2 separate regions of the Mus musculus genome follow, and region 1 is linked to region 2. Evidence: chromatin contacts called from public HiChIP or PLAC-seq data. All regions are on one chromosome and are shown on one strand. Each heading gives the region's core, a stretch centred on a gene start, on an enhancer-like site or on the middle of the called end of the contact. The rest is flanking DNA. Distances are from core to core; before and after follow the strand shown.

Region 1 (7,566 bases), core at 11-2,510, 470 kb after region 2:
ATTCCAGTGTGATTCTTTGATGGAGACCAGCTAGTTGGGAGGCTAAGGCAGGAGAATTCCTGGGATCAGATGTTCAAGACCAATATGAGCAATTCAGCAAGATCCCCATCTCAAAAACAGAAAGTTGTCTTTCAAGGGAAATAGTACTCTAACTTTCAAAGCGTAATCACAGAACACACACACACACACACACACACACACACACACATTTTTAAAATCTATTGTTTGAGTTTAGAAACAGTGTATAGCAGGTTAGTAAAATGTTTTCTTTTTTGGTGTAGAGGGTAATGAGGCTTCCTGTGACTTTAGACTTAACTCTCCAGGAAAACACCTTATGAACTTGTAATTATTATTCTGGGACGGAGAAGGAAAAATAAACGTAAAATAACAAACTTCAAAGTTGAAAGCAAAGTTTTTTGTTTTGTTTTGTTTTGTTTTTTTCTTTTTTTTGTCTCTCAACAGACATTAATGTCATAAGACATTTTGGTTGTAAGTGCAAAAGTATTAGTGGCTCCTAATGTATAAAGAACAGGCAAATTACTAATCTACAAGTCTAAACAAACAAACAAAAATTGTTTCTAAGTTTCTTCCCCATGCATTCACAAGTGGTTATCGTTCAAAAACAATAACTATAATTAATTAGAACCCAGTTAATAAAACCTAGTGATCTTTTTCAAGCACTCCTTTATAAAAATAATCACTTCCCCTGAGGATGGGGGACTAGCGGAAGGAAGGATGAGTGTAAGGGTCTCTGAGACAGCAGAGGGAGCTTTTAGTACAAGAAAGCAATGCTCCTCGGGGGCTCCTCGCGGCTCCGAGCGGTGGGCAGAACTGCATTTACTTAAATCCATGGGACGGAAGCAGGAACCTGTCAAAGGGGCGAGACTGGGGTCCAGCACCCACAGACCCGCGACTCCCAGGAAGGGAGGGCGATAGCTGACCTCGGCGGAGCCAGCGTGTTCGCCACAGAACCTTTTCCCCGCGGCCGCCACCATCCTGCAGAAGCGCTTCTTCTTTTCTACGAAGTAGTTGCATCTGCCGTCGATGGGAAATCCGATCGAGGGCGAAGTCGCCGCCGGAGCCTCCATAACGCTGGGTCCTTTTGAAAGCCTGGCTCAGCCCAAAGTTGTCAGTCCCCTTTGGTCCCACTTCCCTTAACAAACGTGGCCGCCTGAGGGGGGTGGGTCCACGGAAATGACGCATCAGCCCGGCTCGGTCGGTGCCCGAACCGGAAAAAGGTGACGGTGGCTGACGAGGTCCAAAGCTCCTTCGTTCCCTCTGTTTATCGTTTCCCTCCTCCTCCGCGGGAGCTGAGCGCCAAACTCAAACTCATCGGGACCGGCTCTTCTTTGCAGCCGGGACCGAAGGCCGGGCCTACTGGGCTTCTTCACCCTCCCGTCGGGGCAGCGGTCCGACATGAGTCAAGTTCTGTTCCAGCAGCTTGTTCCCTTGCTAGTGAAATGCAAAGACTGCGAGGAGAGGTGAGCTCCCGGAGCCGGCGGGTGGCGGTTGGGGTCGCGCCAATGGGGAAGATGGCGGCTGGGTTCCGTGGGGATCGGTCGGTCCGCGGGTGTCGGACTGTCACACCGGGAATCGGGAAGGGACCCTGCGGACTTAATGGATACCTTTGTTTGTGGCCGGGCCGGCCGTTGCGGAGGGGACGCGAGGAAAGGGAATGAGGAAATGGCAAGCCGACTCCTTCACGTCCGTGTTCTGGCCCTCAGCGGGACAGAGCCCAGCCTGTCCTTTCTGGGTGGCAACTCTGATTCTCCCTGTCATTTCCACAAAAGCTTCACGGTGACTTCAGGGAGCTGTCCGCACTAGGATTCAGGTCGCCCGGCCCTTCACTCATGCTCTCCTTTGAAGAACACTGGGGGTGAAGCTTTAGAACTCCATCTAAAAACAAAACAAAACGTTCAGTGACATATTTCGGTTCATCCGCACGTCAGTTTCAATCATTTAACCAACTCCCAAAACTGGAAAAATCAGGAATTCTGTACATTCAAAACATAAGTCAACCCGTAAAGCCCTTCGTCGGACCCCTGGGGATACCTTGATCTTCACAGAGTTTACACTAGGGTATCTTATCGCACAGATGAATGCAAACTTGCCACACTAACCACAGGCGATCTGATTTTTCCCTCTTTTACTAATAACTTTTTAGTTGTTAGTTTCTGTGAACATTACATTTTCTCATTTGCTAAATTGATTTAATATGTCTAGCTGTTCATTTGATTGCAATGAAGACCAGGTGTGAAAATGTTTGTAGAAACTAAACGGTGAAAAAAATGTTGAATTAAAAAACAACAAAAACAAAAAGAAGACACTGATGTATTGAGTCGCTGGACTGTTAAACTGTGGTATGCGATTTAAAATTAGGTCCAGAATCAACCAGCAAAGCAGTCAGAAAAATGGACTTAAAACATCAGCCGTATATAGGAATCTGTAGGTTATTTAATTGTCTTATTGTTTGTTTGATTTTGACAGTTGAAGTGGTGCCCTCACTTAGCATGCTCTACCACTGATGTGTAACCCCCACCCCACCCCAGCCTCTCATTGGTGATTATTTTGTGATGTTTAATATATAGACATGTAGTTATTGAATTCGGGCTAATCCAAACTGATGTCTGTAAGTATAAAATTCATAGATTTTGAAGACCTGCTAGTAACAGAAATGTAAAAAGTCTCAATTTTATGTTGATTATCTGTTGCGGCTTTATTTAGGGTATATTGGGGTCAAATGTATTCAAATTAATTTTTACTTTGAGAGTTATTTTTTTTAAGTAACTTCTAAACAGTTTAAAGTGACACACATGACTCAAGTTTGTGGTGTCCATTTTGTTTCTGTTGGGCAATATGGGCCATTACTTGTGATTCCATGCCTGACACTCTGAACTCTTCTTCGACACATTAAATTGTAATCACAGTTAATCGTGTTAAAACACAACTTCAACTTTAAAAATTACTCAGCCGGGCATGGTGGTGCACGCCTTTGATCCCAGCACTCGGGAGGCAGAGGCAGGCGGATTTCTGATTTCGAGGCCAGCCTGGTCTACAGAGTGAGTTCCAGGACAGCCAGGGCTGTACAGAGAAACCCTGTCTTGGGAAAAAAAAATTACTCTTGTTTAGAAACCCGATATTCCTATCACCCATGGCAAGGCTCAACCAGCTGTTCATAAATCAGATTTTTCTGGAGCACAGCCATCCTTATTTCTTACCCACTGTCTGTGGTTGCATCTGTGCGATGCAGAATCAATGAGCAATTGTATGGGAGTATTGGCTGGAAAATTACTGCGTGGCTTTTATGGTAGATTGTATATATATATATATGTATATATATATATATATATATATATATATATATATATATATTTTTTATGTATATGTATATATATGTGTATATATCTCCTCAGCACTGCAACAGCAACAATAAAGGGGCCGGGCTAGCAGGGTAGCGGAGAGGAACACAACCACACACGATTGTGACAGAGACTCTATAGCAGTGGCTTCTGATCTTCCTGATAATACAGTTCCTTATGTTGTGGTGACCCGCCCAACCATAAAATTATTTTTGTTGCTACTTTGTAACTGTACTTCTAATGTAAATATCTGTTTTTTATGATAGTCTAAGGTGACCCCTGTGAAAAGGTTGTTTGACTCTCATGGGGGACCAGACCTGTAAGTTGAGAACCACTGCTCCATAGTCTTCAAAGTCTAAAATATTCACTCTCTGACCTCCTAGAGAATAATTTTGCTAACCCCTGACCTATAGGAAGAACAACGTAGATTCCTTAGCCAACTATTGAAGAGCAGTTTACCCCAGCAAATACTTGCCTGCTGTGTACCCTAAACTATTCTGGGTACAGAGACCATGAGGTTTCCTTCCTTTCACCTCCGAACAGCAACATCAAAACCAGTCGCCATCTTGGTTCTCAGGGAACGCCCAGACACAGAATTGAGAAGACCCCCTCGGAGAAGCAGCGTAATGCAGGTTCCAGGGTTAGATCTGGAGCCAGATTGCCTGGGTTTAAAGTCCCAGTTCTGCCACTGCCTGGGTGATCTTGGACAGTTTGCTTACTGCGTGCACATTTCTGTGGGTTGAAGCTTTGTCCTTGCAGCATGCTGTCATCAATGCTGTTATCGACTACCACTACACTGTGCCCCCAGCTTACACTTTCACTTGTTTTTTGGTCTCATCTTTAAATTCAGAATAATAGTGCCTACTTCATGGCATTATTATTGAGGATGAGATTATTTAATGCATACAAAGAGCTTAAGATAGTAACTAGTATATGTTAATGATTCCCTACATCGTAGTTATTATTAGTAGTAAGGTGTGACCACATAAGTAGTATAGTAAAGGCATAGTAGAGGGGAAGGCGGTTGGGGAGACGATAGGGTAATTAGCAGGGAACCCTACCTAGAAGGAAGTGGTGCGAGCTTCCAGGATTGGATAACCACGTGTTCTTAAGTTTCGATTCCTAAACTCTCTCTCAGTCATCACACAAGAACTCCGCTCCTCCTGGTTCCTTGACTTCTCTCTATCTACTGTGTCTCCTCTCCTGCTGTGCCCTCTGCCGCAGATGCTCATTTTTTTTCATGACTAAGGTGCGCATCTCCAATCCTGTGTATGTGTGTGTGCAGTGTATGTGTCTATGTCATGCGTGTATATGTGTATATGTGCATGTGAGTGAGAATGGGTGTGGAGCCATAGGTTGGCTTCTGGTATCCTTTTAAAATTGGTCTCCATCTTAAAATTCTTATTTTATAAATTACATATATTTTATGTGTATGGGGGGGGGGTTATGTGTATGTCATGGTGTGCTTGTAGAGGTCAGGGGACAACTTTCAGGAGTTGTGTGAGTTCCAGGGATTGAATTTAGCCTGTCAGGCTTGGGAGCAAGTGTTTTTACCCTCTGAGCCATCTTGCCAACTCTCCACTTTAATTTTTGAGACAGGGTCTCATTGAGCACAGTGCCTGGTAAGCTAATTGCCTAGGCTGCTTGGCCTGGGGAATCTCAAGACATCACCTTCTCCCACCCCCTGAGTTAAAACACATTGGCTTAAAAATTGTTTTTGTGTGTTTATGCCTTAGCATGTGTGGAGTGTGTGTGTGGTGTGTATGTGTGTGGGGGGGTGTCTATCTGTCTGTCTGTCTGCCTGTCTACCTGTGAGTGCCTCCAGAAAAGGATATCAAATCCTTTGGAGCTGGAATTATAGGTCTTTGTGACTGCTTGACATGGGTGCTGGGGTACAAACTCTGAGAGAACAGATATGTGCTTTTAACCACTGTCTCTCATTCCACACCCAGCTTTTTTGTTTGTTTTGTTTTTTGAGACAAGGGTTTCTTTATGTAGCCCTGGAATTCTCTCTGTAGACCACTGGCCTTGAGCTCACAGAGATCTGCCTGACTCTGCCCCTTCAATGTTGGGATAAAAAGTGTGAGTCACCACTACTTGGTCCCCACCTGGCTTTTCATGTGGTCGTTACAGATCCTAATAAGATGCTCGTGTGTACGCGGCAGGCACTTTACTGACTGCGCTATCTCCCCAGCCCCCCAAGGCATAGCTGAAATACCCTGCCATAAGTTGCCCAAGATGCCAGGTATGGTGACATACACCTTATAAGTCCAGCACTCAGGAGGTAGAGGCAGATGGCTGTCTTTGACTTTGAGTCTAGCCTGGTCTATGCAGTGAGTTCCAGGACATCCAGGGCTACATAATGAGATACTGCCTCAAAAAACAAAGCAACAAAAGTAGGTGCCTAAGTTGGAATTAACGGTCATTGATCATGTATTAGGTAGCATTATGTAGGGAAGAGAGGAGTTCAAATTTGGGCTTTGTAATGTGCCTCGGGTTCTTCCTCTGATTAGAGAAACAGTCGCTAAGATGATTGCTGAATGGAGTCTCTTCTCTCTCTCTCTCTCTCTCTCTCTCCCTCCCTCCCCCCTCCCTCCCTCTCTCTTACACACATAAACACACACACACACACACACACACACACACACACACACACACACAGGCAGCCAATAGTGTAGGTACTTAGTAGACAATAGTAGCTCTTCTGCTCTTCTTTTCCTTTTCTTCCCTGGATGTTTATTTCTGTTTGTATCCTTGGCACCCAGCAGAGCACCTGGCTTACAGTAGCTTTTTTTTGTTTGCATAGAGAGAATAGTAAGGTCACCGCCTCTGAATGACAGCAGTGGACTGAAATCCAGCTCTTATATCTAATGTCCAAGGTCTCTATTTACAAAGAAATAAACCTCCCTAGCTATATGTGACTGGCCTCTGGTGGGTGTTACTCAGTTACAAACAACGTTTAAAGATTGGGATTTTATTCATTTGTTTCAGTGCTTTTATATCATGAATCTTTCTAATAGGAAAAAATAAAAGATTTCTCTAATAGAGAAAGTAATATACCTGCAATCTCAGATTTTTCTGTGACATTTGTAAGGACGTTTTATTTTATTTTCATTCATTCATTCATTCATTCATTCATTGGAGACTGAGTTTCTCTGTAGAAACCAGCCAGTTCCTGGATGTCCTGGAACTTGCTCTGTAGTCCAGGCTGGCTTTGGACGCAGAAGTCTGACTTCTCTACCTCCCGAATTCTGTCTCTAGGTATGTTTTGTTTGTTTGTTTGTTTTTGAGATTTATTTATTTATTATATGTAAGTACACTGTAGCTGTCTTCAGACACTCCAGAAGAAGGCATCATATTTCCTTACAGATGGTTGTTGAGCTACCATGTGGTTGCTGGGATTTGAACTCAGTACCTTCGGAAGAGCAGTCGGCTCTCTTAACCACTGAGCCATCTCACCAGCCCCTCTAGGTGTGTTTTTAAAGTAAATATGGGTAATATATTTGGTTTAGTGCCTTCTTCAAGTTTTCTCTCAACCTCTAATCCATGTAAGTGCTTCAAATGTGTGCAGCAGTATTATTAATATGAGTGGAATTGCCATGGTCAAATAATTCTCTTAGACTTAGGCATTTTAATTCTCTTTGGTTTTGTGTGTTTCTCTTTTCATAAATACATATACATACACACACACACACATATATATATATATATGAAAGGTATTAAAGTATAGGACTTCAAGCTGTAAAACACAATAAACAATCAGATTTCAATTTAAATATACCACTGTAGCAAATACCACTATATAGTAAAAAATACCTTAAAGATGAAAAAAGAAACAAGGGGGCTGGTGAGATGGCTCAGTGGGTAAGAGCACCTGACTGCTCTTCCGAAGGTCCGGAATTCAAATCCCAGCAACCACATGGTGGCTAACAACCATCTGTAACAAGATCTGACGTCCTCTTCTGGGGTGTCTGAAGACAGCTACAGTGTACTTACATATAATAAATAAATAAATCTTTAAAAAAAAAAAAAAAAAAAAGAAACAAAACAAAACAAAACAAACCCCTCTGTTAGTTGTCATTTATAAATTAGGAGGAAGTTGTGGTAATCTCTGTCTAAAGAGGGTGAGTAAAGTTGGAGTGCTGCTGCGGTCGGTCTGGCATGCACTGCTCTGGGCACTGGAGTGCCAGTGTAACCCAGTGCCTAT
Region 2 (7,472 bases), core at 51-2,550:
CTAGCTTCTTCTTTCTCTGGCTTTATTGAAATTGTGCATTTGCTAGCTAAAAATCTAGATACTCTTTAAAAGTCTCTGTTTAATATATCGTTAATTTTTTTTCAAACAAAATCAAGAGAAAGCAAAAGCTCCTTCCTTCACTTACAGTAGATGTCCACGTGGATACTTCGTTCCAGCTTCCCAGAGCCACATGTTGCTGTGCACAGGTAAGAGTGTTCATTCTCAAAACTGACAGGCTCCATGGTCAGAACGGACTTGGACCCCTCCGTCCTCACCTTCGCGTTTAGTGGGCTGTCTATCTGGGTTCTCCATGAGAACAATGGTGACTCGCAGCCCGTAGTGCTGCAAGTGAGGGCCATGGAGTCACCGATTTGAGCAATCGTTTTGTATTCAGGGGAGATCTCGATTTTAAAAGCTTGAGCTGAAAAGAGAGAGAGAGAGAGAGAGAGAGAGAGAGAGAGAGAGAGAGAGAGAGAGAACAAGTTTACCATGGTCTGCCCCATACTGTGTCCTTTTTCTCTTGCGCAGCAATACAGTGTCCAAAGCACAGCTGGGATGATCTACTTTTTAAACTGTCTCAGACTAATAGCACAAGACAGACCCAAAGCCCTGAAGTTGCTCTTGAGGAAGGTGCTGGAATCGTCACCGCGAAGAAGAATGCTCAGTTCTGACTTTGAAGCCCATTGCACAAAGTTTTTTTTTTTTTTTTTTTTTTTTTTTTTGTCACTTTCTAAGCTTGATTTCATTGTCGAATACAGGAAACTAAAGAGATAGACCCACTACCGATATAATCCAAATTACTCATTTGACAGTGGAAAGAAAATCCGTCCCCAGCTCTGTCAGAATACTGGCTCTTATAGCAAAGCTCTGTAGTACACCAGAAGCTGTAGATGTGTGAAATAGGTCAGGAACTTACAGACTGCAAACAGTATCCAAAGTACCGTTGAGGCTCCCAAGACCGCGACCATCTTCACAGGCATTTCAAGTCTCTGCTTCAAAGCCTTCTTTGTGCCCCACGTGAAAAGTGTCTGGGAAAAGTGTTCAGCCTCCAAAGCCAGCCGGGCTGGTGTGAGTGAAATAGAAAGTCTGCTCTTTATAAAGGGTCTTGCTAGAGAGGCGGAGGGAAATCCCTTCAAGGGGAAACCCAGAGCCAGGGAAAAAGTTTAACTGACAGCCAGCCAAGTCCCCACGTTAACCCCTTCAGCTGCTTTCTGGGCTGAAGTCATTCTGAGTCCTGGGAAACACGACACTTCCAAGTATATAAATCTCTGGCTTTTCCTGACCTTCAGCTCCGAAAGGGCTATCTCTCCTGAAAAGATGATTGCAAAATGAAACTGCCAACAGTGTGTGTGTGTGTGTGTGTGTGTGTGTGTGTGTGTGTGTGACAGCAAAGACAGAGATCACTCAGTAAATAACCACTGACTTTTCTTCATTAAGAAATGCATTTGCAATTTAAAAAATAAAAATTGTTCTCTTTCAACAAAAAAAGGAAAATATCCTTTATTTGTTTTTATTGACCCATTATCATGAGTCACTCTTTTAGAATGTGAGTCAGTAGTTCTTATTTTTATACTCTTTTATTCATAAGTGAATTTTTGACAAAAAAAAAACCTCCCTGAAATAACTTTCTGAAGTAGTAAATGAAAGGACGTTGATGCAGAATGAAGGGAATTATCTTTTCTTTTGTTTGACAATGCCCCAGCCCTTTGACCCATTGCTGGATGACAGGAAGTCTTTTGCAGACTTGAACGCTAAAAAATGGGATCTGTCTGCTAAATTTTTGTGGTGGATTTCTTTGGCTGCATTATTTAGCCACAAGTCCAATTGAATATGTAAACAGATTAGCTTTAGGAGATGAATTGACAACCATTTTTTTATTATTATTTTCTACTCCCAGTGAAATGACTTTTTGAAAGACTCAATTAAGTGTCTTAAATGCCTCTGTAGGTCTTACACATGCATAGCCCATGTCCTTGCAAAATGCTTGCCCATCAGAAAGAAACCGGAATAGCCACTTCCTTGTATTATACACATGTGGGTTTACCTCCCACATGGCATTATCAGTTCCCTGCATGGCCAGGACTAGTTCTTATTCATAGTTGTTTCTATTCCATATATATATATATATATATATATATATATATATATATATATATATATATAATGGTTTTATATATAACGACTATAAAACCTGCAGCATCTTCTAGATGTTTAAAATCTAGAAGAGAAACGTTCAAAATACTGAATGTAGTTCATAAGTGCCACGTGAGAGAAAAAAATAATTCCACAAGAAAGGTATAGTTCCCAGACATCTGGGCACATGTAAAATTAACAGTATCATGTCATTGGACAAAGGCTATCAGTGAGACCCACAGTCGCCAACTGCTCCAACCTGGCAGGAGAGACTTCTGAATTCCCTCTTGAGAATACATGTGGCTCCCACTGAGAGGCAAGTATAAAAGGGAAGTTGAGGGATATATTTTAGGGCTATGACGACATATCCAGGGATCGATGACATTAGCTGCCATGTCATCTAGAGGACCTCAACAATGTCATGTCATAAAAGGAGAGTATAGACTACCCCCTACTGATTCTCACCTTCTCCATAGATCAAAGGCATGTAAGAAAATGTTAATCCATGTCTTTGACACTTAAAAATAAATAACTACTTGGATCATGCAGACTCATCTTATTTGGTATCAGTTCTCACCCAAGTGAGTGGAGAAATAATTCCTATCAGGAAAGGAGAATAGTACATACAACAGAGGAAGTGAAAAAAAAAACTATTTGGTGGATTCCACAAGGTCAAATCCTTCCTCGTTTAAGAACCACTACTCTAACATATAGCTAAAGAACTCTCCGTGGCTATGTAGATCTTTTATAGCAGCTTCATTAGAGACCCAAGAGCCTGAAGTTTGAAGTTGGATCAGTTGTTTTTGAAGCAAATACTGAGGACCAAGATTAAGCCAGTCCTAATTCTGCAGTCCTTATATGGTTAATCATCATGATTTTCCTATGGCCGTTCCTTCACCAAACATCACGTCTGTGTCTCAGATGTAAAATACAAAAAGTAAAGGGAAAGGACTCAAAGGCATGGAGCCTGCCTTCTTTGAAGGAGCTTCCCAAGAAGTTGGGGGGGGGTGTGGGGGCTTTCACTGATGTCTCACTGAAAAGGCCAATGCCCCATGTCAATCAAGATTCTGTCGGTAAAGCAGGGCAGAAATGGATGCCAAGTTAGGCAGGCAATTAGCATTCTACCTGTTTCTAATTCAGTGGAACTCACAGAGTGTTTTTTTTTTGGGGGGGGGGGACTGCTGTATAGGCACTGTGGCGCTCTAGCAATACGGAAACACTGGCAAGGACAACATTTTGAGAATGAAAAAGACTGTCATGATATCAATGAAAGATTTCCACAGATCATAATCAAGGGACCATTGGTTTGTCTGCAAGTCAAGGAAAATAATTTCTCTCAGTGATCTAAGTTTAAGATTTTCTAAAGTTAAACTGTAGAGAGAATCGTGCTAAGACAGTTGGTGTCATAAAGTCATTGTGACTTTTGGGGATTTTGAGGAAAACCTTACTAATATCACTGAGAGTAAGAAAAAAAAATATATATATATTCAATAAAATACACACATACTATGTATATTGATTGAATTTTCACAAAGAGGATGTTTTGTTACACAACAGAAAGGTTTTCAGTATTAAAAAAAAAGTCTCAGGAAGGAGAGATGGCTCAGTGGTTAAGAGCACTGACTGCTCTTCCAGAGGTCCTGAGTTCAATTCCTAGCAACCACATGGTGGCTCACAACCATACGTAATGGAGATCTGATGCCCTCTTCTGGTGTGTCTGAAGACAGCTACAATGTACTCATAAACAAAATAAATCGTTTTTTTTTTTTTGTTTTGTTTTTTGTTTTTTAATTCTCCTCTCCACTTTGTAAGTTCACTTAGGAGTATTTGAATTTTTTCATTGGTGCTCTGGGTGTGCCATGTGTTTGTGTATAGCAATTCGAGTAAACAGAGATGTGCTTGCCTAGTTCTGTCTCCTTGGGATGACCTCTAAGGTTTCTACTAACCCCCTTCTGTGAGTTTTTATAAAAACAAAACATGCACACACATGCACACGCACACACACACCAGATTGCCTTGAACTGATTGTACTCTCCCTGTTTCAACAGCTTTTACCTTCTGGCCCTTAGAAGGCATTCATGCTCATCTCTACTTTTACCTGGCTTGATGTTAGATCTGTTTCAGGTGTCTATAAAGTGATATAAAATAAATAAGATATTTCTTCTGGGGCAGTAATTCTAGACTTTTTTTTCTTTTTCTAGTAACATTTCACAGTTTTAAAATTCTTTACCTAATCTTCAACCAAAGTGCATTTTGGTCACTGCTTTTGAGCTGGGAGAAAAGGGAGGGGGGGTGTTATCTTTATATTCACAAGATCAGGAAACTCAGAAGTTCGGTTGTTTGCGAAATATCAGACAGTGAGTGATCCTGGCAATAAGAAACAAGAATTGCGTTTTAAAACCAGTTTTCCTTCCCCAGGGATTTCTACGTGGTACACTCTATTCGACCAAGCCACCTTGATGTCTGCAGAAGGGTTTCACCTTTCCTTCAAGCATTAATGCCACCATGAGATTTGACAGTTAGACTAGGGTAGTCATAATGACCCAAGACTGTGCCCATTTCTCAACTGATGAATAATAACTTCCTAGTACCACCTTAGAGCTACTGTTTTGTATGTTAATACCATAAGAACATACAATGAGCAATCCAAATCGTCTGTAGTTACCCACAAACAAAAGGAACGAGCAGACAGTATGGGAACACCCTAGGACTTAACACAGTGAATCTAAGTGTAGAACTCCACTTGGCCCTTATTGAAGCTTAGAATGAAAATTAGTGAAGTCCCTGAGCTTGCAAACATCCCTGCTCCCATAATCTAGTAGCTGCTTCCAGTGGATCCAGGTGGGAGTTCTTTTGATGAGAGCTCTATACACTTCCTCAATCATTCAATCTGACTCCAAATAAATTCCCTTTCTCACAGTGAGGATTTAAGAAAATAGTCAGGTCTTTGCCCATTCTAAATGATTGTAAAAACACGTGTTTACATTACTGAGAGGAGACTTGGAGAAGGCGTGGCACGAGCTCGCAGTTGACAAGAATGAGGAAGCAAGTGAAAATGAACAACTAAGGTAGTGGGAGTAGGGGAATCACTGTAAACCATGCGTGCTGTATCCACTTAAAAATGGCTCCTGCAAGTAGGGGGTCAGAGTTTATCACATGAAAGAAGTAAGAAATTGTATTTTTCTGCTATTCAACTATCTCACAAGTGTATTTCCCCAAGGTATAATGCCTTTGGAAATCTCCCCTGAAAATATGATAGCTTTTACAAATAATTGATTATAGTTTGAATCTTTCTTAGACAGCACTAAAGGTTTCTTTTAGGAACCTAATGGATATTTAAAGAACTGCAGCTCAGCAGCAAATGCTAAAACCATTTTAGCATTTTTAGGGTACACAAAGAAAAAAGTAGTCAGAAAAGAGGGAGCAGAATTGTTCTCTCTGTCTGTAGATGGAAGAGTAATAGGAGGTGAGGTTCTTCAATCCCAAGGGCAAAGTTTTCTCATCTGCAGAGCAAAAGGGGATCCAGATCCAGTGTCCCCAAACCACTCTGTTTTGTCATGATGAGTTCTAGACCAATGAGTAGCCTACGAATAGTGGTCTCCTGCCCCAAATGTCTCAGGATTTATGTCCACAGGCAATGAAACAGAGATTCTCTTGAAAGTTGTGTGTTCAGGAAGAACAACAATATCAACCAACCAGTCCCCCAAGAGCTCCCAGGGACTAAGACATAAACAAAGGAGTACACATGGCTCCAACTGCATACGTTGTAGAAGATGGCCTTGCCATACATCAATGGGAGGAGAGGTCCTTGGTCCTATGAAGGCTCAATAGATGCCCCACTTTAGGGGAACTGAGTGTTGGGAGGTGGGAGTGGATGGGTGGGTGGAGGAACACCCTCATAGAAGCAGGGAGAGGGGGGAGGGGGTTTTGGAGGGGGGAGACCTGGAAAGGGGATAACATTTGAAATGTAAATACAGAAAAAATCCAATAAAAAATAAAAATAAAAAATAAATAAATAAAAAAGAAAGTTGTGTGTTCTTTGTGGAAAATCTTTTCATAAAAATCCTAGTTGAGAATTGTTCAGTGCTAGAGTGTCCACCTTGCATGCACAAGATCCTGGGTTCAATAGCCAGCACTGGAGTGGGAAGGCGCTAACATCAACTCATATCTTTATGTCACTTGTTGCCTTCTGTGCTTTAGACAGACTCTCAGCCATTGGCAGCAGGCTCTTACTTTACTATGCATGTACTAGTATTTCTATTTGACCTCATGATCATGTATGTCTATTCTTCTCTATGCTATGGTTGGAGACAAAATGACTATTTTCTAAGTTAACTCTTCTGTAACAACTACTGGGCCTAGTGCTCAAGAGCAAAGTATTGACAGACATCCCTCTCCCTTGAAGTTTATATTCTAGGGGACAGAAACAAAGAAAGGCAAAGAGCAATGGACCAGCAATAGGACATCACTGAGGCACAAAGGCAGAGTAAGCACAAGTAGAAATAATCCTGGAATCCAAGAGTGGTGAGTTGGTAACTATTTTCCTGGATTATTTTTGTAATCTGTTTTAAAAAGTAGGATTGTAAACTATGGTTTTCACCTGTAATATCAGTACACAGAAGACAGGAGCAAATTCAAGGTCAACCTGCATAACCTAGCACGGCTCCATGTCAAAGTAGTCATGAGGGGAACTGGTGGCTGGTTTGACATAATTTGCTAAGTGGCCATGCATCTGAAAGACTGGTTGGCTTCACCCTAGTGGGTTTGGCTACAGCAATATAGACTCAGCATGGGGACAGATTGGATTAGCCAATGGCTGAGGGTTTTCTAGATGAAAACAGTGTGATAGTAGAGAGCAAAAGAGATTAAGTCTGAAACATAGTATGCAGCAAAAGCAGGCAAGTATAAAGAATATCTCAGCAACCTGGACCACTCAGCACGGCTGCGCACATACCCATCTCTTAACAATGCAACTTGCTAGCAGCCTACGACCCCACCTAGGTATAGTGACAGTATACTTGCCTCTAACAATTGGGGTAACCCTTTTAGCAACTCCTTTGTGCCTGCCTGTTTGTATTTGTACTGGCTAGTTTTGTGTCAACTTGACACCGCTGGAGTTATCACAGAAAAAGGAGCTTCAGTTGAGGAAATGCCTCCATGAGATACAACTGTAAGGCATTTTCTCAATTAGTGATGAAGGGGAAAAGGCCCCTTGTGGGTGGGACCATCCCTGGGCTGGTAGTCTTGGATTCTATAAGAGACCAGGCTGAGCAAGCCAGGGGAAGCAAGCCAGTAAGAAACATCCCTCCATGGCCTCTGCATCAGCTCCTGCTTCCTGA

Evidence for each region. HiChIP or PLAC-seq counts read pairs in DNA pulled down with a chosen protein or histone mark.
Region 1: a contact with region 2 is called in an H3K27ac HiChIP or PLAC-seq map of cardiomyocytes, with 3 times the contacts expected there. The contact joins the promoter of Sass6 here to the promoter of Vcam1 in region 2. A contact is called at or near these places in 8 of 39 promoter capture datasets (the 3T3-L1 cell line, 3T3-L1-derived adipocytes, cranial neural crest and 3 more) and 1 of 115 datasets of contacts at active chromatin or transcription factors (cardiomyocytes).

Annotation. Positions count from the first base shown.
Region 1 is chr3:116,593,698-116,601,263 of GRCm38.p6, forward strand. It overlaps Sass6 (SAS-6 centriolar assembly protein), which reads left to right and starts at 1,261. Exons shown (of 17, transcript NM_028349.3): 1 at 1,261-1,481. The coding sequence starts at 1,417. It overlaps Trmt13 (tRNA methyltransferase 13), which reads right to left. Exons shown (of 12, transcript NM_030016.3): 2 at 942-1,896. The coding sequence starts at 1,088.
Region 2 is chr3:116,128,388-116,135,859 of GRCm38.p6, forward strand. It overlaps Vcam1 (vascular cell adhesion molecule 1), which reads right to left and starts at 1,301. Exons shown (of 9, transcript NM_011693.3): 1 at 917-1,301; 2 at 146-421. The coding sequence starts at 980. It overlaps 5330425B07Rik (a long non-coding RNA gene), which reads left to right and starts at 6,553. Exons shown (of 5, transcript XR_375974.2): 1 at 6,553-6,657.